2 separate regions of the Rattus norvegicus genome follow, and region 2 is linked to region 1. A link is a contact called in public Hi-C data. All regions are on one chromosome and are shown on one strand. Each heading gives the region's core, a stretch centred on a gene start, on an enhancer-like site or on the middle of the called end of the contact. The rest is flanking DNA. Distances are from core to core; before and after follow the strand shown. Region 1 holds the start of Rbpj (recombination signal binding protein for immunoglobulin kappa J region). Region 2 holds the start of Smim20 (small integral membrane protein 20).

What was found. A called contact is a pair of places that touch in the nucleus more often than the background predicts.
Region 2: a Hi-C map of Schwann cells shows a contact between it and region 1, with 2.5 times the contacts expected there. The contact joins the promoter of Smim20 here to the promoter of Rbpj in region 1. A contact is called at or near these places in 3 of 12 Hi-C or Micro-C datasets (the A7r5 cell line, Schwann cells and prefrontal cortex) and 1 of 1 datasets of contacts at active chromatin or transcription factors (oligodendrocytes).

Annotation. Positions count from the first base shown.
Region 1 is chr14:61,612,952-61,618,225 of GRCr8, forward strand. Rbpj (recombination signal binding protein for immunoglobulin kappa J region) reads right to left here and starts at 2,309. Exons shown (of 11, transcript NM_001414973.1): 1 at 2,114-2,309. The coding sequence starts at 2,133.
Region 2 is chr14:61,932,972-61,938,245 of GRCr8, forward strand. Smim20 (small integral membrane protein 20) reads right to left here and starts at 2,561. Exons shown (of 3, transcript NM_001134639.2): 1 at 2,351-2,561. The coding sequence starts at 2,465.

The DNA.
Region 1 (5,274 bases), core at 1,059-3,558:
AAACTACACTGCATTATTATTATTATACAGCATTTGCACTGTGCTCACTACCAGAACCACTGAGTGCCCACTTTTAACCTCCAGTTCTGCGCTAAGTATGAGACAAATGCAAATTCTCACAACTTTATGTATTGTTCACAAAATGTGGTTTAAACTGATTACACTATTAATTTTAATAACTACGTTTTTTAAAACCTTCCCAACATGCCAATAGTCCTTAGACTTCATCTATGTCCTCATCAGCAGTCCTTTGTGTACAACTTTATGAAGCTGCATATAATTTTATGGGTAATTTATCTTCTGAAAGTAGTGGTCAACTAGTAGAAAAGAATTTTCTCAACAATACATTCAGTATTAACAACAACCCTGATACAAAAATTCAGGCTATTAGTATACAGTACCTTACACCACACGCCCAGCCCATCACCCAAGCTTTTAACATTACCATAACAAGAAGCCAAAAACAACTTAATGCCCCTGTAACATAAGGAAGTACCTTTAAGATAACCAAACTAAAAGCTACCAGTCTTTGGCCTCCTGTAATTAATGCATTCCACAAAGATTCTCAGAGCAGTATTCTTCAAACCAAAACTGTGTTCTGGTCTTTGACACCTGATTCCCAACGTCGGACTAGGAGTTGTCACACATCCACAGATGTAAAAAGCACAAACTACATACTCAAACTGCAAATTCAAACAATCATAAATGGTAAACTCATTTAAATTATGATGAAGCAAGCCAGTGATCAAATTCCCAAACCAGATGTCTCCTCCCAAAAAGCAGGAGTAGAAAAATCAATTAAAACTGTAGATACAGATTCCAGGAAAAAGGTAACTTCTCCATCCCAACATTCACAAATTTTCAACATCAAAATTCACTCACCTATTCACATCAAACGCATATCCACTGGAGAATATCTGGAACTATTCTCCAACACCAACAAGAAAAAAAGTACCTTTGAGCCTACTTATAACAGTTTTAAAATATACCCTCCCATCAACCCTCAGGTAACCCAGGTGAAACGCTACAGCGGATGCTCTTGGCCTGGGCCGTCAGAAGCCAGTGATGGGAGAGCAATAGCCATCAAGAAATCTAGATCCTTTTCCAGCGCTACTGTTACCAAGCAAAACAATCACGGGCCCAGAAAGATGGCAAAGAAAAGTGGGATCGTTTTAATCCCAAGAGAAAGGCGGACGGGGGTGGGTAGGGGTGTGATCCCGAGAAAAAGAGGTGCGGGGGGGGGGGGGGGGAGCAGGGACGCGGAGGAGCAAACTTAAGTATCCCCAAGCATCTCCCAGACTCAAACAACAAAAGCAAACCGTAGAGTCTGTGTGCACTTAGAAGCACCAGATGGAGTCCCCCGGGCTGAGACAGTTCAACAGACAGACACAGTGGGCAGTGGATAAATCAAGCAAGCAGTGACGCGAGGGGAAGGGGAGCTAAGAGAATGAGACACTACATGGGGGAGACAAAGCCTCTGGGGGGTGACTAAGGACCAAAGAGAAAAAGGTGAGAGGGGATACACACGAGAAAAGACAATGGAAGAAAGAAAGGCAGGAACCTGGTGCCAGGGCTGTGGCAGGTCACCCGGCTACTGAGGAGAGGGATACAACAAAGGGGCACGGGAGGAAGGACAGTGGAGTGGAGGTGCAGACGGGATGCGGGGCGCGCAGCAGCTCCCACATATCGCCTAAGGCGGCGAAACAAAGGGCCGGGGGCAGAGTCGCGGGGGGCAGCGCGCAGAGACAAAGCGCTCGGGCGCCCAGGGCAGCGGCTGGGCGGACAGGCGACGCGGGCCACAGGGAACAAAGCTGCGCTGGGATCCCGGCCAGGCCGGCCAAGGAGGCGCGCGGCGGGCACGGTGCCCACGGCCCCGCGCGCCGGCCGCACTCCGCCCGCAGCCGCCGGCCTCGTCACCGCCCGCCCTCACGCGCCGGAGCCCGCTCCACCGCGGCGCACCAAGAGTCCCGCACCACCCCGCGCGGCCGCGTCGCCGCCCGCGCCGCCTCCCGAGCCCAGGCGCGCCGCGCAGCCTCGGCCCGCTGCCTACCGCAGGCAGTCAGACGCCCGCAACTTTCCCGGTTCCCAGCACTCGCTGCCCCCTCAGACTTACCCTGTCACAACAGGCGCCATCTTCCACAAACTCTCGCCAAAACTCCAACCCTCGCGAGATTCCCCCCGCCGCCTTTCCCTGCTCCTCTCCCCCGCCCCTTCCCTCGGCCTCGCTGATCGCTGCCACCCGGCCCCCGCGCCGTCTTTCCCTGCTCCGCCGCCGCCAGGAGCCAGCCACCTCGCGCCGCCCGCGGACTAAGGGATCCTGTTCACTGCCTTCCCTGGAAACCTACCCCGACGATGGAGCATGCGCAGGCCGCTCCTCCGCGGACGAGCCCTTCGTGTAGTCCATGGGGAGCGCTCCGGTTATCCGGGTTTTGGGACGCGCCCTCGGGGACGTACGTGGAGACTGAGGAAAACCGGAGGGCATTACTACGGGGACCAAGACTAGAGGGGTCAGGAGGCGGGGCCCAAGGGCCGGGAGGAGGGGTCCTGGGAAAATGTGAGCGTTTCACAGGCCTAGATGAGACACCTCCTCAAGTGGGTGTATTCCAAGTGGCTTCCCGCTCGCAGCGGGTTCCCAGCCCTTTTCATTCATTCGGACGCTCACTGGACACCTCCCTTATTCTAATCTCCGTATCAGGTGCCGGAGCGGTGAGGACCGGATCTCTGTCCGGTCCCCGTGACCTGCCAGCGACCGTCTTCATTCATTTGCTCCTGCACTACCCGCACACGTGGTGAGATAGGCATGACTGCCGCGTGGCCTGACCCTTTCCAGAGCTCTGCAGGCGAAAAGCTTTGGGAGCTAAAAGCTCTGTGGCTGTCGCCGCTTCTCCCCGATGGGAGACGAGGTCATCCCGAGGTCAGCCTCTGACAAAGGCGCCCCCCAGATGTCCACCTTGCACCCACACGCCAGAGCCCCGAATGATTCTCCCCAGAGCCACCACTACGAGCCACACTTCAAGCCTAGGCACTTGGGAGCGAGCTACCCGCCGAGCTCCGGCTGCCTAGGAACTCAAGGCAACAGCCAGCTTGCAGGATGGAGGTGTAGGTGCAGGCGTGTAGGTGACCGCCTAGAAGCAGCTCCTCCGGAGGTGGTCTGACCCTGTCGCCCGCTGCTTGCCTGGAACACCTCCTAGGCAGGTGGAGGCCGAGAGCCCAGCCCCTCCCCTCCCCTACCTGCGATCCTCCCTGCTCCCCCTCCCGGCCCTTTGCTTTCCAAGAGATTCCCAGCTCTTGTACTGCCTCCCGCAGGGAGCCACAAAACCCGGAAAACTGGACTAGACCGCCCGAAACCCTCTCCGAAGCGCCGCAGGATTGGCGCGGCGCGCTCGCGCCACTGCGCATGTGCGCAATGCGGGCAGCCGAGTCTCACGCTACACCTCCTTCCACCGCTCGGCTCAGACACAACACGGGCCGTGGGAAATTTCCTAAACCTCGCGAGAATGCGCTCTCCTACCCACCCGCGGGCGGCTGGTCGTGCGCCCTAAATCTCGCGGAGCGGGGCCCCGACAGGTGTTCGTCTCGTGCGGCTCCCGGCGCGCGTGCCGGGGCGCGAAAGGCAGGGTCGGGCTGGCCCGCAAGGCGGGGCGGTGGGCGTGTGGCGGGGAGCGGCTGGCGGAGGCCGTCCTGGCACACTCACGCACGCGCCAGGGAAGCTTCCTGTCGCCCTCCGGAGCCTGGTACTTTCCTGAAATGTGACAGACGCGGTGCCCCCCGCCTCCGGGAGCTGACAGACAGCCCCGTGTCGGCTTTGAGTCATACATCTGAGTCACCTAGTCTGGCCTCCACTTCACTTGCTTTACAACAAGTTTGGATTCCCTTAACTGTGCTAGCAATGGGTGGTTTTTTCTTTATAGTGTCTTCGATGGCTTTGTGAGCCGGGCAAGGCTCCGGGAAAGCTGAGCTTGACGATCTCACACGTTTGTATTGTGGTACGAGGACACGATTTAAATATCTACCCCTTAGTCTGTCCTACATAGATACCAGTTTCTGTCTCCTCTCTCCCCCATATGACTTAAAGTGCCAGTTTTGTTTCCTTCCTCTTTCTATACTTTTGTAGTAAGCATCCCATTTTAGGTACTGTTTCATCAGATACGTTAGTGGCTGCTGTTCTCCACGCACCCTTCTTGAATTATTTACTTGCTCAAGAGGTGTCAGAACTTTCTTCAGTCCGCCACTTTTCAGACTGGTGTGGTGCTGTGCAGGACTAGTATCTTGCTGTCATCATGCACCCACAAATAAAGATTGAACTTTGACATTTAAAGGACAGTGAACCCTCTAGTAGCTAATGTCTCCTGGTTGAAATCAAGCTTTGCTTTATAAAGGTTTATAAGGGTATGCAATATGCGTTTGCCTGTTACTTTGATTATTTACTTGACGTTTTAAAAAAGACGTATGGCCATTTAATATGCTATGTCAAAACAAGTCTCACCCAGAACAAGAAAGTGCTGCAGAAGTAAAGTGCCTTTAAACATTTCCTCAGAGCCATGGTCATCCCAATGAATTTAAAACCTAGTGTGGTCTGTGACACTAATGTTGGACCGACGGCCATGAGACCTTGGAAAGCCTTGTTAGTCATAAAACTAATCTCAACTCATCAGCTCCACCTACAGTGTTTTCTCAATAAAGCCAATTCCTTTGCTCTCACAGAAGGGGACCTTGGAATTACTTTTGCCTTTTTATATCGCACATCCTGGATTCCACCAAGGAAAATCATGCTAGTCAGATCTACTAGTCTGTTTTCTAATCAGTAATATGTAAAGAAAGGAAGCTAATATTGCTCCCAGCTTTGGAGGGTGCAGGAGCAAATGATGCTAACATCTGTTTGACTGCCGCAAGTCCTCCTCAACAGATGGTGTCACAATAATAAAAGTATGTGCAAACAGAAGAGGTTCACATACACTAGAAGATTGGAAACCAGAGGCAGAACGAGAGCCAGGTTCATTCTTTTTAAAAGATCAAGTTACCTTGTCTTTTTTTATATGTGTGGGTATGCACAGGCCACAGCACACGTGGAGGTCAAAGAACAACTTGCTAAGTTTATTCTCACCTACTATGTGGGTTCCAGGGATCAATCTTTGGTTGTCAGATTTGATGCCCTGATTATATGCCACTGGGCCCAAGTTCTTGAAAATTCAACTACTTCTCACGTTACTACTTTGAGCTCCAAGATTGTGCTAGCTGCCTAACTCTCCTGACTGATTGATTCCCACGCTGTCC
Region 2 (5,274 bases), core at 1,311-3,810, 320 kb after region 1:
CACAAGAAAAGCACGAGGGGCGCATGGGAAAGACGAAGAGTTGGTGAGTAAAGATAAAACAGTGATGTTAGTGAGTAAAGGGGCAGAGAATGCTTGGGCTAAAACACTACACAAGATGCACATGGCCAGGACGGAGTGAGAAGGGTGGCAGGGGAAGAGACTGGGGTCAGCCCAGCTCTGCCCCACATCTAAACTGTACCAGACCCAAGTGACAGCTAAAATCCAGGCTGAGTATATGAAAGGAAAGCAGTGAAATACTATAAATACTGAGGATTGAAATGGGCTGAGAAGCTCACCTGCACAGCAGGCTCCCAGTTCCTGAGCATACGTTGAGCCAGCTGGACATGCTTAGGGCTGGGTCGCTGGCCTTAGGCACACAACTGCTTATAGCTCGTCCCTCACCAAAGCCCTCTTTTAAAAGTGCTTTTTGTACAATTCCTCATATGAGACTATACTAGAGACTTCTACAAGTAATGCTCTACTTAATTCACCCTAAGCCTGTAAATTCAGTTCAGTAAACACCATCACCACAGCCTAGGGGGCTGGGGGGGGGGGCAAGGTTCAGAGTGAGGAAATACCCTGTCTATATGTCATTCAGCTAACAGCTACCACAAAGGGTTATTATGAGCACTAAATGGCTTGGTAGAGTTGAAGTGCTTGGAAGGGTGTTAAAAATTAACTTCAGATAAAAATTAGCTGTTTAGTATGACTTTCTTGAAAGATTTAGTTACAACTTTTGGTTAAAGTTGGCTGAATTATTTTAATAAGCTAAAAGGTAAGCGGGTATGGACAGCCTTGGAGCCTGACCTGCCCGTCTAAAGCAACTTGGTCAGCCAAAGACTGGGGAGTATTCCTGGAAGCCATGTCTCCTCTTGACTCACTGATTAAGAGCTGGGCAGCCCTCACCCTTTGATGCTTCCTCACAGGTGACTTCTGTGCATCATGGAAAATTTATCCTGGATCCTATCTAGTAGATACTAATAACCTACTCACCTCCCCTTCTGTCCCTTAGCTGTGACAAGCAAAACCAACTCCAGATAGATAGCACACTGGCTAAGAACCATACCCGTTTTCAGAACTGGGAGTTTTCGAAGGGAACCCACAGCAGATCTTTCTGTCTCGAGTCCAACTCTAGAAGCTGTAATAAAATAGCCCGGGGCATGGACCCAGCAAGGGAAAAGGATGGAGACGAATTCTGCAGGACCCTACACAGCCCATGTTCCTTCCACACACGGGGTATGCAGAAGGACTTGTAGGCAGGAAGCACAGAGACCGTCTCAGTCTGAGCTGGTAAAAAGCTGCTGCCAGGGGATTCGTGTGTGTACTTGAAACTGCTTTGCCTCTGGAACCCAAGTGCTACAGCACTAGAGATGGTCAGAGCATTTACATGAAGCGTCAAACCGCCAAGCTTCAGCTCCGGCTAATATTCCCCAGGGGGCTGGGCTGGCCCTCTTCATCTTCAAGATGGTTCAGGTTCCTGGAGAACAAAATGATCCTCTAATGCCTCATCTCTCCTCTCTGACAGATGGCTTCAGATGTATCAAAGTGCTAATCCTTGCTGAGGTATAGGTCTCCAGGAAGGAGAGTTTGGCTTTTAGAATGATAGGACCTGAATGATTAAGGAAAAAAATGACTCCCCCGGCATTCACCATTGTCATGTGAGCAACCAGCTTAAAACGAAGGAAACCAGCAGAATCTAAAAAAACGATTTGAGGAAAAACTCAAAACCCAGGTTAACAGTTTAGCTTTGAAATATTTCCGCTCCAAGACATCTTAGGGGACGGCAATGATGCACCATAAAAACACCTTTCAACTCAGGATGATCAAGGCTCCCACTAAAGTACCATCTCAGCCTGGGTGAATGGAGGGGAGGGCTCTGCAGGCAGAAGACTGGGTTGGAACATTTCCCCCACCACTTACTAGCTGTGTGACCTCCATCTGTAAAATGGGTAGTACCTACCTCAAGGGAAGGCTGTGCAAATTCAATGATTCGATATATGACTAACCTGACACATTAAATATTCAGTATATAGTAACTGTGTGTGAACTAGTGTTAGTGTTGACCTGCTGTGTGCAGGCTGCTTTCATACACATCACCTCTGTGACCCCTAAGATGCTCCAGTTCTGTGGCTGATCCTGCAACTGATTATTTAGACTCTTAACATTGAAGGTCGGAGGTGGGGCCACTTGTCCGAGATCACCGGGCTGCACTGGGCGAGCCTGGACCCTGGGTAGCCTCACTCCTAAGTCCACCTCCTTCCTCAGTACTCCTTGAACAGTTAGGGTAGGGGCTTAAAGACTTCGGGGTAGCGCTGGGAGCAGCCACTGCGCGGGGTCAGAGGTCACTCACGGTATTCTTCCAGCCGCAGAAGGGGCCGGAAGTAGATAGGGTAGAAGGCGGCTCCGACCATAGAGATGAAGCCTCCGAATATGAGCGCGGTGCGCAGGTTCCGGGCCGCGGCCATGGTGAGAAAGGGGGCTGCAGGGCGGGCGAAGGCCCGGCACGCTCCGAAACCCGACTCCCAGCCTCAAGGTCGCGACCCGGCTCGGAAGAGGCGGAGCAACTCTCGCTTCCGGGATTTGGGTGCAGGGCGGAGTTTCTGGGCTCGGAGGCGGGGCCTGGGCTGAAAGACTCCTCGCAGTGGGGCGGGATCATCTGAGGGCGGGGTCTTCTAGGAAGGGCGAGGCATGGGGCGGAGACTCAAACCGAGCCCCGCCTCCTCGCCTCAGGCTGACTGCGTGGAGGGCGAGACACTGGGTGGCCCGTGCAGTCACAAATTTGGCTACACTCCTTTCTCGAGCCCCCTTTTGACCTCTTACTCGCCTCGGGTCTGCGTCCTTCCTTCTCTGCTCCAATTACCACCTCCTGTTTTACTCGTCTATTACCAACAACACTTTTTCACCCTTCCCCTTCATTAACATTGTGACATTTGTGATTGGTGACAGGCTAGAAGCATCTGAAAGGCTGAGCAAGTCACTGGGTCTCCCTCTTTGAAAGTTGTTTGTGGGCACGAGTCACAAAGGAACAAATCTCCTGGTTCGAATGGATTGCAAGGCATTTGCAAAATTAGTCACTGTGTCTTCTGAACCAGAGCAGCCTTTTAAGGAGGGTATTTGAGCACCCAAAGTGATCTAATTTTGATCCCTCATCCTCTCTGCTCTCCATGTTATGTGTGCTGGGTTATGAGGGGTTCCAGAAAGTAGACAGGAATTCCCAAAACTAACAGAGGGCTGCAAACAAAATCTATTAAAGCCTGGGAACATCACAGAGTCAGTGGCAGGTCCCTAGGGCTCTGGCTCTTTGCCTGGGGCGGAGCCTCTGAAGACTGACACCTGCTCCCTCGTCCCACGATCGCTTTCCCCCACCTCTGCACCTGTTCCCTTTTACAGAGCCTTCGTCAGAAGATATGATCTCCTCAGGGAGCTGGGCAGCTAAGACCAACATTCCTCTGGCCTTCACTCAATCCCTTAGAAATAGAAATGACAGCAGTAGCGAGGCTGGGCTTCACAGAAGGTATTTATCTTGACCTCAGCAACATTATTTAGTCCAGAGAAGATCAGCAATCTCTCAGAAATGATGTGGTGAACACAGGTCTTTTTCTCTGTAGTTTTGTAGTCGAATCAAGATTCCATCTACCTCTGGCTCTAGCAGCATATAAATCAGTCGTTCAATCTGTCAACAGATTTATAGACTATCTCACTATGCCCCCCGAACAGCAGGCAAAGTGCAAAGGGGGACACAAGATGAATAAGACATGACCTCTGCTCTCCAGGATCCGACCACGGAACAAATACATGAAAAGATAACTAATCCTGGATGCAGCCTGTTGCCGATGACTGATGTAGTCCCAAGGGCAACGGAAGTGCAGGGAGGAAGACAAATGACTGTGCAGTAAGATGACTGCTCCTCAGGCCCCCTCAGGAACTTGTTAGGTAAGAAGAGAAGATTGCACAAAAAAGAAGGGTCTTGTGCTACATGAATTAAACACAGGAGGGAAGATCTCCCAGTAGTGTGCACTTGCTATCTTAGCAGTAGAGGACCCATCTCTAAATGTCTTTGGGGAACAGCTCCTCCCCCACTCTTGATAGGTAAGTGGACCCTCCAGTCCTCACCCTGCTTCTTCCAGTCCCTGACAGTTAAACACATCCCCAAGCTGACCACGGCTCTTCCATTGTGGACTGGTTGGCCTATGACTTGAGCCAACGAAGTTGCATCCGCCAGGCCATGTGATTCTATCTCGGCTTCTACCCTAAAGCCAGATTTGAACTTGAGAGAATGAGTTGCTGGAGCTATGGGGCAAGGGACTGAGAACAGGATCAGTCCTGCAGGAGAGAAACCAGACAGTGATGTGGAATTTGAACCAGTCTTACCCAAAACAGCACCTGAACCTGTTGGGTTTAGGGTGGAAGCTGAGAAAATTCATACTTCAGATATGGAAGCTTAAAAATGAAAGCTTTATTTTCTGAGCGCTCAGGGAGGTGGCCAGTTCGTGGTCTGAACCGTGGCCCCAAAGGGAGATTGTACAACATTTTTAAAGAATGGGAACACAAAGCAAGAGGGAAGCTGGGGTGAGCTGCAGTGTTACCCAATTGTATTTTGACATGGGTTAAACAAGGTAGTACCTGTTGGAAATTGGGCCATGTCCAGGGCACCTGGCCTCAAGGTCCTTAATTCATTCTTTAGACATTAGGTCTGGAGCTCAAGGTCCTTTATTCATCCTCCAAGACATTTGGTCCAGAGCTCAGAATGATAAGGGGAGAAAGGAGCAAGTCAGCTGCATGCAGTTAATTAGGGCATAACAGGTAATTTGTTTTATATTTTTTACAACGTATGCACCTTTGGTTTAGATAACAGCAATTTCCATTTTCTCTACCGGTTAACAAACAATTAAGAAAACATTTGGAAAAGTGGGATAGTTCATTCCTAGGCCTGGGAACATGGACTTGTTTGACACTGCCAGCAAGACAGAGAAGTTGTCCTTGAGATGACTGGACTCAGACAACTGTCTCCTTACAAGTAGTCCCTGTGATGTCTGGACTCAGACGACTGTTTACGACAGAAGCTGTTCAGCTGTTGGGAAGTCCCCAGTTGCCCTAGAGCCTGGGACCTTGACTTTAGTTTCTCCCTATGATTAAATGGCATCCGAATAAGTACCTAGACTAAGTTTCTTTTGCTTGTTCCCAATGCTTCCTAGCGAAGCCCCTGTTCACAAAAGTCAGCTTGTGTTGAAGTCCTGTATGCAAGTGTGTGTGTGTGCGTGTGTGTGTGTGTGT